2 separate regions of the Gossypium raimondii genome follow, and region 2 is linked to region 1. Evidence: chromatin contacts called from public Hi-C data. All regions are on one chromosome and are shown on one strand. The core of a region is the stretch at or near the end of the contact, and the rest is flanking DNA. Distances in the headings are between cores, read along the strand shown.

What was found. Hi-C and Micro-C count contacts between places; a contact is called where the count stands out from the background.
Region 2: a contact with region 1 is called in a Hi-C map of leaf, with 3 times the contacts expected there. The contact joins the promoter of LOC105791039 here to the promoter of LOC105791033 in region 1. A contact is called at or near these places in 2 of 2 Hi-C or Micro-C datasets (both in leaf).

What each region holds. Positions count from the first base shown.
Region 1 is chr8:22,145,992-22,152,402 of ASM2569854v1, reverse strand. LOC105791033 reads left to right here and starts at 2,959. Exons shown (of 16, transcript XM_012618900.2): 1 at 2,959-4,411; 2 at 4,889-4,956; 3 at 5,632-5,787; 4 at 6,062-6,229. The coding sequence starts at 4,285.
Region 2 is chr8:22,375,655-22,383,080 of ASM2569854v1, reverse strand. It overlaps LOC105791039, which reads right to left and starts at 1,367. Exons shown (of 3, transcript XM_012618910.2): 1 at 1,209-1,367; 2 at 1-249. The coding sequence starts at 232.

The DNA of each region.
Region 1 (6,411 bases), core at 1,710-4,209:
ATAAGGGACTTTATGTTTGATTTCTGACATGAATACTGTATAAAATAAAATGTCTATTTACTTGATCTATATATTTTGGTAATGCTTCATAACCTTGTTCTGGTGACGGATACGAGTTAGGGGTGTTACAGGAATCGTAGCTGTATTCGATCGACGTTCAAGCCTATGGGATCGTGTACACCATAGGTATTGTTTATGTCGCATAAGGTCTAACTCCATGGGCTAATACAAAAATGATACAAAGCGACGACATGTCATCAACATGGGTATGTTCATGCAATAAACAATAAATGTTTGTGGCATGACCCAATATATTCAAAATCCATAGCTTAAAAACTTATGTACATACATCCCGATTGTAGTAAACAATAAATGTATATTTTAAATAAGTGTACATTAAGAATGTAGAATAAATTAAACAACTTCGAAAAATTAGAAATAAACATAATCAATGATGTCTCAAATGTGTGCCACAATCGGGTCTGTGTCAGGTATGCCTAGGGTTCCATCACACTATTGAGGCTAGCGACTCATTTGGGACTTAGACCTCATCTTTATATGCACATCAAGGTTGATCACTGACCTCATCTCCTTCCTTCGTGGATGACTGTGACTGTGTCCTAGTCGCCCATATTACATCCCCCCGATCGAGTCGGCATATGCGAGGACAACCTAACTCGAAAGAATAACGATGTTGAGGGTGATTGTGACATTATGGAATGATTGCACGTGTTATAGCGCTTGTGAAAAAATAAACCGATGGTGGTTGTGCCGGTACAGGAAATGATTGCACATGTTGTGATGCTTGTGTGAAATAAATTGGTGATGGATGTGTCAGTGTAGGGAATGATTGCGCGTGATGTTGTGTTTGTGTAAAATAAACTAGTGTTGTATGTGTTGATGCTGGGCGATTATGTGTGTTGTGATGATGGTGTAATATAAAAAGTGTTTGTGACAGGAATAAATGAACTATATTGACCGGGAGGTTACACCGTAATCGGGTCCTCGTGTGCATGTGGCAGATATGTTGGTTCTTCCGCAGCATCTTCTCCCAACCTGGGATTGATGGGTCCTTGTTTAGGTCTCCAACAGCGACGTTGTCTACTTCTTTCTAAAGCCGGCAGTAGGTACGACTTCTTATGATACCTGAACTAGTCCATATATTCCGAAGATGTCGCCAACTCTGGCATGAGAAATGGTTCACGTGTTGGCAAGTAATCGTACCTGTACTGCTAGAACTCGATATACTTCTTGTGGAATGTTGCCTAATCTTCGTCGAGTCTCCTACGCATGTCGATCTTGTGTAAGTCTTCGAGCTCCTGAGGTTGCGATAAAATATGTTGGATACACCCGAATTGTCGCATCACTTAGTTGGATTTGTGCATCTCAATCGTTGTAAAGGCGATCAATGGCAGTTTTATGTGCTAGCTGCTGCGGTTGGCCAAAAATTCGTCTAGGATGCATTCTTGTATCCTCGAATCCGCGTATGACATCCATACAAACTGCAGTACGAATTTATAAATTTTAGCTAGTGTCGAATATTTAATTTCAAATGTTGGAGTAAAAAACCAATAACTTTGAAATTAATAAACTAACCTCCTTTTCTGTTTGTTTAAAGCTAGTCGGATGTCTTTGAGGTTGGTCGGTATACCGCTGTGTCTCGTGGGTTTGTTCCACCTGTTCAAAAAATATGTTATTTCAAAATTAAAACAATGAAAATTTTGGTATGATAACAATACTATCAAATGAATTTTACCATGATAAGAGTGGGAATTCGTAAAGGACTTACACTTGGGGGCATAGAAATGTTAGTCAATACCATGCCTACGATTGAAGCAAGAACATGCAACTGCCTATTTTAGCTTTTTTTGGTATCGTCACTCAACACATTTCTCGGTATAATGTTGCCAGCACTGTCGATCCCTAGCTAAGTCATCCTACTTCTCTTAAGTCGATTAATAGTAGTAGACCGAGTTGTAAACTGACGTCCTCGAGTTTAATTGTACATTTGTCATAAGGAAGACAGAATGTGTACGTCTCCAACCTCCATCTCTTAACCAAAACACTGATGAGTGGGAGATCCAATTTGGTCCCCCCAAGCATGCAAACCGCGTCTAAAAAGTTTGCATCTCGCAAGAGTTCATGAATGACCTCTGATGCATATTCACTTAAGTTATTTATGTACATCTCCAAAATTTAATCTTCGACCTAAGTATATAAACATAAAAATCAATAATTTGAACAATAATTAAGTATTTAAAATTAAATAATTTAATAAAAATTTCTTAACATCATATAATTAATGGATTAGAATTAAATTATTAAATAATATTTTCTTACCATTTGTAATTGAACGCCTGAGATGTGATTGTCATCTAAATGAATAAACTAATATGCCATCGAATAAAATAAAATCAAAAGATTTATACAATAATTTTAAAAAAAAATTCAGGAATTGGGAATTTAGGATAATAAATTGAGAATTGACAATTGAGAATAACAAATTCAGAACAACAAATTGAGAATCAAATTGTGAAAATTGAGAGTTGAATTGAAAAAAAAAGAGAATTGAAGGGTTTATATAGGAAAAAAATAGCGGTTTGGATTTTTTGCCCGTTGGCAGATGTTATTGTTGCACATAAAACGTGTCCTACAAGGTGCGTTTTTACTGATCTGCCAGATAAAACATGCCACATATGTCACATTTTTAAGAAAGAGAAGAAAACGCGTCCTATATAGCGTGTTGTTCTTAGTAAATCAGTGAAAACACATTTTTTTTCTCTCTCCAAAAATAATATAAATCAATAATTTTTTAGAGAATGGTATATATATATATATATGTAAATTGGCCCATTAAAAGAATAAATAAAATAAATAAATTATTAAAAACTTCTAAGATACACGAAAGAGTAATGATACCAACAAAAAAAAATTGTAAGACAATAAATAAATTCAGAAACCTTTTAAAGCTAAAAAAGTAAAGTCTCTTTGTCTCCCTATCCTATCTTAAGCTAAGTTTTTTGTTTTGAACTTCCTCAAGCTATGTCTTCAATCTTCATAACTCAGCATTTTTATAACTCAAAAATACCTTCAATCAAACCCAAACACCTTTATGACTCAAAAATGGCTTCCACTGTCCATTTGTTGCCATCTAAATCCCCTTCGTCTTCCATGGAAGACCCATCTACGAAAGCCACCAAGGGTAAGCGAGCGTCGTACTAGGCCCATCTCAAACCGATCCTTGCTCGGAATCTAGAGAGCAATCATATTCCTTGTGCAATGCAGTCTTCATCGCCTCAAATCTTCCATAATCGCTGCTGAGCACTTAAAAGAACAACTGCTGCCCCAATTCTTTGCTCTGTAGGGATTTTGCTTTGATTTTGAAATATAGGGTTCTAAGATTTTTAGTTTTTTTTTTCAAGTTTGAAGGTTTAGGAAATTTGATCTAGAATTGGGACTTGGGTTTCAAATCATGTATAAGGTTTCACAAAATCACAAATGAATTTTAGGATATCAGTGTTCAGGTTTGAAGGAGTTATTGTATGAAAACAAATTTTGTACATATTCTATACAAATTAAATTTGAGTTTGGACTTTTATCAATTATTTTGCTTTCTGGGTTTGTGCAGATGAAGTGTATTTTTAGTTTGAAAATAATTTTTCTATTAAGTAAAAGAATCTAGAGCAGGAGAGTGAAGATGGGGTTCTTATTTTTTTATTTATTAATAATTTTTACCTAAAAAAATGAAAGGTAAAATTTCTATCAAGTCCCGCTTTCTGCCTTTCGTGACTGTTTTGCTTTTGTTTGTGGCCCACTGCCACGTTTCTCTTTATTGATGGTTCACGTGTCATATTATGTCAGAAACTACCAATGTTAGATCCGAGTACACAATGATAGACTGAAGAAAAGTACAGGTATCAAGATAATAAATTAAAAATGTAGGTACTACATTGACAATTTCGTTAATGTACAGAGGTAAATTTTGCTATTATCCCTCTATTTTTTATTATAAAAAATAAAAAAAAGTATTTCTATTTCATAAAGGAAGAGAGAAAAGAATTGTTGGGTTGAGAAAAGGTTGATATGGAGCGAGGGGGGACCCGGCCCGACCCAGAAGATGCCCTAAACCCTCTCTCAGCTCTGTTGGTTTTACGAGGTTTGTTGTGGCAACTGGCACTGTAAAGCCAAGACTGAAAAGAAAACAGCATCGTCAACCTCAACCTCGCTCACTCACTCACTGCTTGAGATCCTCAGCTGTTCAAAACTTTTCAACTCAATAACCTAATGGCTGATAAGCCAGTTTATGAAGAAGCCTCCATCGACGGCCAACCACCCAAGCTTGCCTCGATTCCCGCCAGCGACACCACTGTCTGGGCCGACGCTTCGCCTCTCCTTCAAGCCGCCTGTGCAGGTTCTATCTCTCCCTCTTTTCTCCCCCCTTAAACCTCTGTTTGGTTCTCGGGAAAATAAAAGTCAAAAAAGGAAAACCATTTCCTTTTTATATTTGATTAGGAGATCTAACAGCGAATCCCTAAACCCTATTGCTTGTTGAGTAAAATTTTTCAGTTTCTTTGGTAACTGAAGTGTGGAAAGTTATTGTTTTTTGTAGTAGAGAAAATAAATAGGGGAAAGAGAAGGTATTAACTTTATGAAAGCTATGGCTTTCTCCCTTTTATTTATGATCACCCAAAGCAAGAAAATTATTATCGAATCATAGTTTTTCTTTAAGTAACTATAAATCTTATCATTGCTGTTGTGAAGCTATGCCAAATATAGAGAGAAAATGTGGGTGCTTTCATGTGATGATTAAGACCTTATTTGTTTAGTTTCTTTTATTTCTGGGTTTCGCTTTATCACTTAGCTATTCAGCAATGCTTGGTGATCACAGGTCTTAGAGATGGAGAGCTCATTCATGGGGACAATTTCAACCTTTTTGCTGCCATGTCTGCTTTAGAGGTGTTGATACTTGATACTTCTTGGTTATTGAATGATAATTGATCTTTTGTAATTTTCTTGGAAGTTATCATTATCTTAGTTAAGATGATAATTGATCTTTTGTTTTTCTTTTTAGGTTTACTTTTCTCTGCCATTTATGCTTTTACAACTTGATTTGTTCATTGTCAGTGTTTGAGCTATTTAACATATTTCCAAATGAGGGTTTGTTGCAATGGTCACTTAGACACTTGAATGCTTGATCCCATTCTCAAACATCAAGTGATGTCTTTACTAACATAAATCTGACATAAACAAAAAAATACCTCCATTTAATATGTATTAAATTGACTTTATTTTATTTTATTGCCAGTAAAGCCTTGGCAATAGTGGCAAAGGTTGAGGCCTTGGGTCCTGAGTACCCAGGTTTGAGTCCTTCCATGTGCAATTGCGCATGTGTGGGTTTTAGTTTGGATTATTTCTTGTTCTTTGTCAGTTTGTGTGTTGTAATGGTTTGATTCTACTTTGTAGTTCCTCGGACATGTACACTTGTAATTATACAGTACTTGTAAAAGTTCTTTCTTTCAAAAAAAAAAAAAGACTTTATTTTTCTTGCTACTTTAAGTTTTCCCTATATATGTTTTCTACGTTTGAACTAAATAGCTTTTTGGCCTTCACTGACAATTTTTTTTTTGTTAGATAATGGATCCAAAGATGGATTCGGGTATTGTTTGTACATATTATTCTATTGATGAGGCCATTGAAAATGGTGCTGCTCCTATTCCTATTAGCCTTGACAGCACCATTGATGTCCGCTGCACCATTGATATCATGGACCATCTTCTAGCTTGTGAGGTACTATCTTGTGTATACTCTCCCTCTCTCTCTCTCTCTATATATATACACATATAGTGCACATGTATGACTGTTTTGGTTAGTCTTGAATTTGTTTCACCTATTCCACAGTGTCCCAGATGCTTCTAAATAAGCATTCATTTACATGGAGTGAGATTTTTTCATCATGTTTTTAATGATTTTGTATTTATACTTGTTCTGTCTTTCTTTGTGCCTGGGCCCTCTACTTGTTTTGTTTCTCTTCTTTTATCTAAATTGTAGTCTTTCATGGCAGGCAGCATGGCATAAGGGTCATTCCTTGGCACAAACTGTGTTTTCTTGCATCTATCTTCTGAGGCTTGATAGGACTGCTCCACATGCCTTATTGCATTCTTATTGCAGAATTATACGCGCAACCTGCAAGGCAGTAGTGTCAGTTGTTTCAGATGCCCGCACACATGAAGTAAAGTATTCCAACAGCTCTTTTTGCCTCTTTTCATTTGAAAATGACAAAATGGTTTTAGTTCTTTTGCATTATTCACAAGTAAAATCATTGACATATCCATGAACTGTTTTAAGATTAAGATAAAAAGTATTTTGTAATTTGCTTCTAGTTAAGGTGTCAGATCTAGACAAATTTTATTT
Region 2 (7,426 bases), core at 118-2,617, 230 kb before region 1:
TAGACAAAGTAATTAGTGTTCTCCTGTTTCCGGGGAGAAAATACTTGATAGCCAAAGATTTTAGTTCCAAGTTACATTTCTCAGCTAATTTGTACTTGAGATCATCGAATCCTGTCTCAGGGCTGATGTCCAAGGCATGTGCCTCTCCTCCAGCATATAACATGGATCCATCATCTTTTGTCTCAAATTCACCACCATGCTGGCAAATCAAGATCAGCTTCCCCCGCACCATTCCAAATTGCTTCTTAACTTAAATGAACAACAAATTTACAAATAGATTACATAAACTCAAATGATAAAAGTAAAAGCTTTTAAAATCATTACAAACCATACATGGCCTACAAACATCGTTACATCAAATACTGCATGCAAGGCAATTGACAGGTATGGGAGAAACCCACACAGACATTAGAAGTACAAAAGGAAATTTTCAGGTCCCCCAATCATAGAACTGATGCACAAGATTCAGTCCAAAATGTCAAACCTTTCTCAACTTAACTAAAGTGGAAGACACAGATTTTCTTTTACTAATCATCATGGTATTCCTTAAAGGCACACTTACAGTCAGTAGTCAAACCAGTTGAAGCCTCAAACAACAGAGCACGACATTGTCTTAAACCATCAAACCAAAGGAACCAACTTGATAATTTATCAGTGGAAGGAAAAAAAAAGTACACAATTGACAAAAAATATATATCTACATTTCTAAAAACATAAAATTTATAAGTAACATCCCATGATTGATCAGTGATTTTGTTTAGAAAAGCGCTCAAAGCGAACATATAAAACAGCTAAACGGGTTTATCACCCCCCCCAAAGTTTATTTCAAGATGGAAAAGGCTGCCAAAGAAACCAAATAAGTCAATGTCTTCCACAGCTAGTGAGCTAAAGAAAAAAAAAAAACAGATCTTTTTAAAACCAAAGCAACGGTCATGATAACCAGATCAGCAAAAAAAAAAAAAAAACCCACCAAAAAGCAGAACCATTAACGAAGACCCAACAATCTAAACGAGAAACTAAATTACATTTTCCACTCAACTTCAAGGAGTAACAGTGCATGCAAAAGAATTAAAAGAAATTGACTAAATTATGGCATGCAAACCAAGAAAGAAAATAAAAATAAAAAATAAAAAGAAATTAGCACGAAAAGGAGAAAATCGGATAATAAATTTTAGAGAGAGAGAGAGAGTAAAAGGGGGAGAATTTACCAGACTGGAAAATCCGGGGCTTGGAATTGGAGGAGAAGAAGAAACCCTAAAGCTTGGGGTTTTTTTTCGAGAAATTAGGAAAAAAAAGAAAAAAAAAGAAGAACAAGTAAAGAAGGGTAGGGGCGTGATGTACAATAAATAAAAATTGGGAATTGTCGGGTCAGCGTTGGAAAAGGAATCAATTTCAAGGGGTTGTTTTGGAATTTAAGGAAAATATAATAATAATAATATTATTATTTATTAATATTCGTGATAAATGCCATAGTAAAAGAGTTGTTGATAAACATGTTGTTTGAGTGCAGGTACCAATAGACTTCACATTTTCACTTTTTATGTTTTATCCGTATATTTTGTTTTATTTCCATCCTGCTATAATTCTAAAAGAATATTAGTGTTTTCAAAATTAGATTTGATTCAATTAGATTTATTGAATCGAAAATTAATCGAGATATTATATTGAAGAGAAATAAAAATTAGTTGGCTAATAAATCAGTACAAATTGATGGTTGAGCTGGATTTTATAACTTATTTTATTTTATTTATTAATTTTAATAATTTATTTAATTTAAACCAGACAAGTATATTGATAGGGAATCGATGGTTTGAATAATTCGACTATCAATCCTATTCCAAAACATTGAAAATTTATGTTATTTTATATTTTAAAGTACCCATAAGTTTTTAAAATCTTGAAATTAAAAGATATTAACATCACGTCCGGTTCATTTGGAATAGAATAGGATTCTATCCTTTTGTGAAAATGGAATAGGATGTAATGAAATTGAATAAACATAACAGTGGAATAGATATCTAATACAAAAAAAATCAAATAACAAATATGTCCTTAAATATTTTAATGTATTTTTCATATCAATTTAATATTAAAGAATATTATTTTCTATCAAAAGAATAATATTTAAATATAAATATTTAAATTATATTTTCTATTAAATTATATTTCAAATAAAAGTTTATATTAAATTATATTTAAGTATTTTTATTAAATTATATTATAATATTTAGAATATTTTATATTAAAATAATTTTATATTTTATATTAAATTATATTAAAATATTTTTTTATAGTTTCTAAAATTTAGAAATAATATTTTATATTAATTTATATTAAAGTATTTTTTTATTTCCTCCATCTTTTACATCTTCGTTGGTCCCATCTCTCTCCCCAAATTCATCTTCATCTTTCTCTCCAACATTTTTCCAAATCAGATAAAATCGCAAAGTAAAGAATCCCAAGATTCAATTATTCATTAATTGCCTACACGTCATAAGATTAAGAATAAAATATATTTTTAGTCTTTTTTTTTTTCGCGAGGAGTTGGATGAGAAGAAACTCTCATGTCTAGTTCTGTAGTAGAGATGGAATTCACCAACAACCATCAACTATAACCCCAAAAGAACTCGATTTCGTAAACAACATAGAGGAAGAATGAAGGGGATATCTTATCGAGGTAATTGAATTTGTTTCGGTAGATATGCTCTTCAAGCACTTGAACCCGCTTGGATTATATTTAGACAAATAAAAGCGGGGCACCGCGTAATGACACGAAATGTACACCATAGTGATTTAGTAGTGGTGGAACTGTCCTTGAAGACCTGAGTTTAAACCCCTTCCCTCATATTATTTTCCAATTGGTGCAATTTTGCTTCAAACATTAGTAAATGTCACACCATGTTTTTAAATAAATGTTGTTAGAATGTTATTAAGCAAGTGAGTTGGCTTAATGGTTAAGAGCATAAATAAATCCTATTAGGTCCCATGTTCCATTCCCCACATCCTTATTTTTTTAAAATTTTTTTTACTCATAAAACATTGGTCAAAGTTTCCATTGCCATCCCCTCCTAGTTACATGCAAGGGAAGATTCTTTCTTTTTTTTAACTAGTCAACTTTCCCCCATAAACCCCCTTTTCACTCCGCATGTTCCCCATGATCCACTTTCCATGCCATTGTCCCCCAAAGCTTCCATTTTCTCTCATTTACCAAGCTTGAACTGTTCATCCCACCTAAGGTAGTCAACATTCACTTTTGTTTTCTTTCATTCTATTTTCTTCTCCTCCTCTTTTGGTTGTTCCTCCTCCTTACTCCTCCCTTTCTCACTTTTTGTTTTATTTTAGCCTCTAAACATCTTCCTTTACACCATCGATTTCCATTTTTTTCACCACCACTTGATATCATTATCCACCACCAAACCACCACTTCACCATTGCTACACAACCGGCAGACGATCGTTGCACAACTGTCAGACGACTGCCACACTACCGTCAGACGACTGTCGTATCACCGTCGTAATGTAAGTATCTACGAGGAAAACTCTATATCAATTTCTCCATAACTTATAACCGTGTATAGGGGGTGATTTTTACTTGATTATTCGAAGGGTTGGTTTGATTATTCGGATTCTCTACACCCATAAAAAATCAATCGGATTTCTTCATAAAAAGGAAACAAGAGTAAGTTCTCTACTCAAACTCTTAAGAGTTAGAGATTGAATTCATGCCCAAGACTAATAATTATATTTCTTTAATAAACTATCTTTTTAATCGGATAAAGTGGGAGATAAGTCTTTTTGTCCCATCACTGAAGATTGGAGTTTAGATCTAGTGGAAAGGCTAATCATCAAGTGTGGGTTTAACTTATTAGAAAATTTACACATGAAAATTATTATCGAATAATACATATATTTAATTAAAAGTGAAATCTTGTTAAAGATCTCCATGATGCAAAATATTGAGAATACATTATTTATTCAAAATGGGATGTTAAATCTGTAAAAAGGGGTGATATTCAAGTAAGTACTTTGAACTGATCATTTTGTGAATGTATGATATAATTGTTGTGATTTAATGATTGATGTGAAATGATGTCTACATACAAATTCTCATGATATGTGATTTTATGGCAAGATTGATTATGCATGATATATAAATAAATCATGCCACTATTTTGATAATTGAAATAAAACTTGCATGTTAAGCATGCCGACTATGTTGACTATAAATTTGATTCGCATGTTAAGCATGCCGACTATATTGATTATAAATCCGATTGCATGTTCAGCATGCCACTAAAAATATTGTTCATATGCCATATCACATGTATGGGGTTGGGATGATTACGAAAGGAGGAAGACTTTGGCAGTTTTACAGCAATATTAAGTGGCTTGACCACAACGATGCAGCTTGACTGGGATATTGAGTGGCTTGGCCACAACATGATGTGTTATTCAAAAAGTTTTTATTGGTGTGTAGCGGAGATGGGAATGAATGTTTTTGAAAAACTTGCATTGATTTATGAAAAAGCTCTGCATTGACATTTTCACGCACCTTAATATATATAAGATGATGTTGAATATAAGTGTTGCTATATTCATGAAATGTATGGCTTAAATTAAGGGTGTGCATAATTCGGGTAAAACCGAAAAATTCGGTTAATCGACTGAATTCGGTTAATCGGTCGGTTAACCGAATTTTTTCGGTCGGGGGTCGGTGAATTTTTTTATGATTTTCCGGTTAACGATTAATTCGGTTCGAAATCGGTCGGTTAACCGAATTTTTTCGGTTAACCGAAAAAATTAATAAATAAAATTATCCAACCCAATAAAACTAAAACTAAAGTCTACCAAATTACCCAACCCAATAAAACTAAAACTAAAGTCTACCCAATTACCAACCCAATAAAAATAAAACTAAAGTTTAACTCTTAAGTATCTACCCAATTACACATGTTTTTTTTTTTTTAGGTTTAATGCAAATGGAGATTTTTGGAGAGAAGAAATTGATATAAATGGAGAATATTAAAGACTTACATTTCAACTATGTGTTAATTTCAAGAATTATGTTTAATTATTTAATTTCAAGAATTATGTTTAATTATGTAGTGATTCAAAGACTTATGTGATATTTTTAATTATGTAGTTATTCAATTCGGGTAATTCGGTTAATTCGGTTAATTTTTAACCAAAAATAAAAACCATACAATTTTCGATTAATTCAGTTAACCGAACTAATTAACCGAAAACATTTCGGTTCGGTTAATTTTTTTAAAAAAATTCGGTTCGGTTAACGGTTAAAAATTTTGGAAGGTCGGTTAATTCGGTTATAGCTATTTCGGGTCAGTTAACCGATCGGTTAACCGAATGCACACCCCTAGCTTAAATACTGTTTTCTTTTATGTTGGATTCACACTGGGCTTTAAAAACTAATCCCTTTAAATTTTCCTACTTTTCAGATAACTCACGAGGTTAGGACTTAGATACTGCTATCGGAGGAGTTTCTCGAATGTTTTCATGCATAAGTATTTTGAATTAAATCTAATACTCATTATGGGACTGTGATAAGTTTGTTTATGGACTGAGGCATGGGATATTACTATGGGGATTTTTATTCTGTTTTGCATGACTTGATTGCATGACATTAAGTTTTAAAAACTGCATAAATTAGTATTTGATAAGATTATGCATGAAACTTGGTTTTTATTAAAACCTGACAAAAAAACTCTTTTCCATCGTGACAATCAAAATTAATTTTAGACAAAGATACAACTTAGTTTTTTGAGGTTTTAATTGATTATAGAAAATTGAACAAAACCACTCGCAAGGATCATTTTTTGTTACCTTTTATGGATCAGAATGGATCAGATGTTTGATCGACTGGCAGGTAACAAATGTTATTTCTTTTTAGACGGATATTCAAGATACAACCAAATAGTTGTAGCCTTGGAAGACCAGCATAAAACTACTTTTACTTGCCCGTATGGTACATTTGCTTTTAGGCGAATGCCTTTCATCTTATATAATGTACCTGCCACATTTCAATGATGTATGATGGCAATTTTCACTGATAGGGTTGAAAATTTTGTTGAGGTTTTCATGGATGATTTTTCTATTTTTGGTAACACTTATGATGTTTGTTTGAGTAATTTGGATAAGATACTAAAAAGATGCTAGGAAACGAATCTTGTCATTAATTGGGAGAAATGCCATTTTATGGTTATGGAGGGAATTCCTTTAGGATATAAAATTTCCAAAACTAGAATTTTAGTGGATAAAGCAAAGGTAAATGCAATTGAAAGATTACCACCTCTAGTTAATGTGAAAGGAGTTAAAAGTTTCTTAGGCCATGCTAGTTTTTATCGTCAGTTTATCAAATATTTTTCAAAAATTTCTAAACCTTTGCATATGCTTTTAGAAAAGAATTTTTTTATTTGAATAAAGCATGTTTAGATGATTTTGAAGAATAAAAAAGCAGGTTAATCTCAGCCCCAATAATTGTTACACCTGATTGGAACTCACCTTTTGAGTTGATGTGTGATGCATGCGAATTCGCTGTTGGAGCTATGATGGGTCAAAGAAGAAACAAAGTGTTCCATCCTATCTACTATGCAAGCAAAACTTTGACAGGAGCCCAACTCATTTATACAGTAACTGAAAAAGAACTCTTTGCTATAGTTTTTTTTTTTGCCAAGTTTCATTCATATCTTATAGGTACCAAAGTTACAGTGTTTACCGATCGTATGACCATTAAGTATTTACTCACGAAGAAAGATGCTAAACCGAGGCTAATTCGTTGGATACTTTTACTCCAAGAATTTGAACTTGAGATTCAAGATAGATAGAGTGTTGAAAATCAAGTAGCTGATCATCTGTCGAGGCTTGAATAAAATGAGGTAACTTCTTCACTTGTTCCAATTAATTAGAATTTTCCTGATGAGCATATCTTTGAGGTAAGTCAAATTTAGGAAACACCTTGGTTTGCTGATTTTGCCAATTATTTAACATGTGGAATAATTCCTCAGGAAATGATATACCAACAAAGGAAGAAATTCCTTCATGATATTCGGTATTATTTCTGGGATGACCCTTTTTTGTTTAAACAATGTGTAGATAACATAGTCAGGAAGTGCGTAGATGGAAGTGAGACTGACGAGATTTTGTACCACTGCCATTCATCTCCGAGTGGGAGACACTTTGGAGGTTCTCGCACTATAGTAAATATTTTACAAGCAGGATTCTTTTGGCCTACAGTGTTTAAGAATGTGTATGCATATGTGAAAAACCGCGATAGATGCTAAAGAACCGAAAACATATCAAGGAGGAATGGGATGCCCTTGACAAATGTTTTAGAGGTAGAACTATTCGACTTATAGGGCATTGATTTTCTAGGCCCATTTCCTTCTTCTTATAGGAACAAATATATTTTG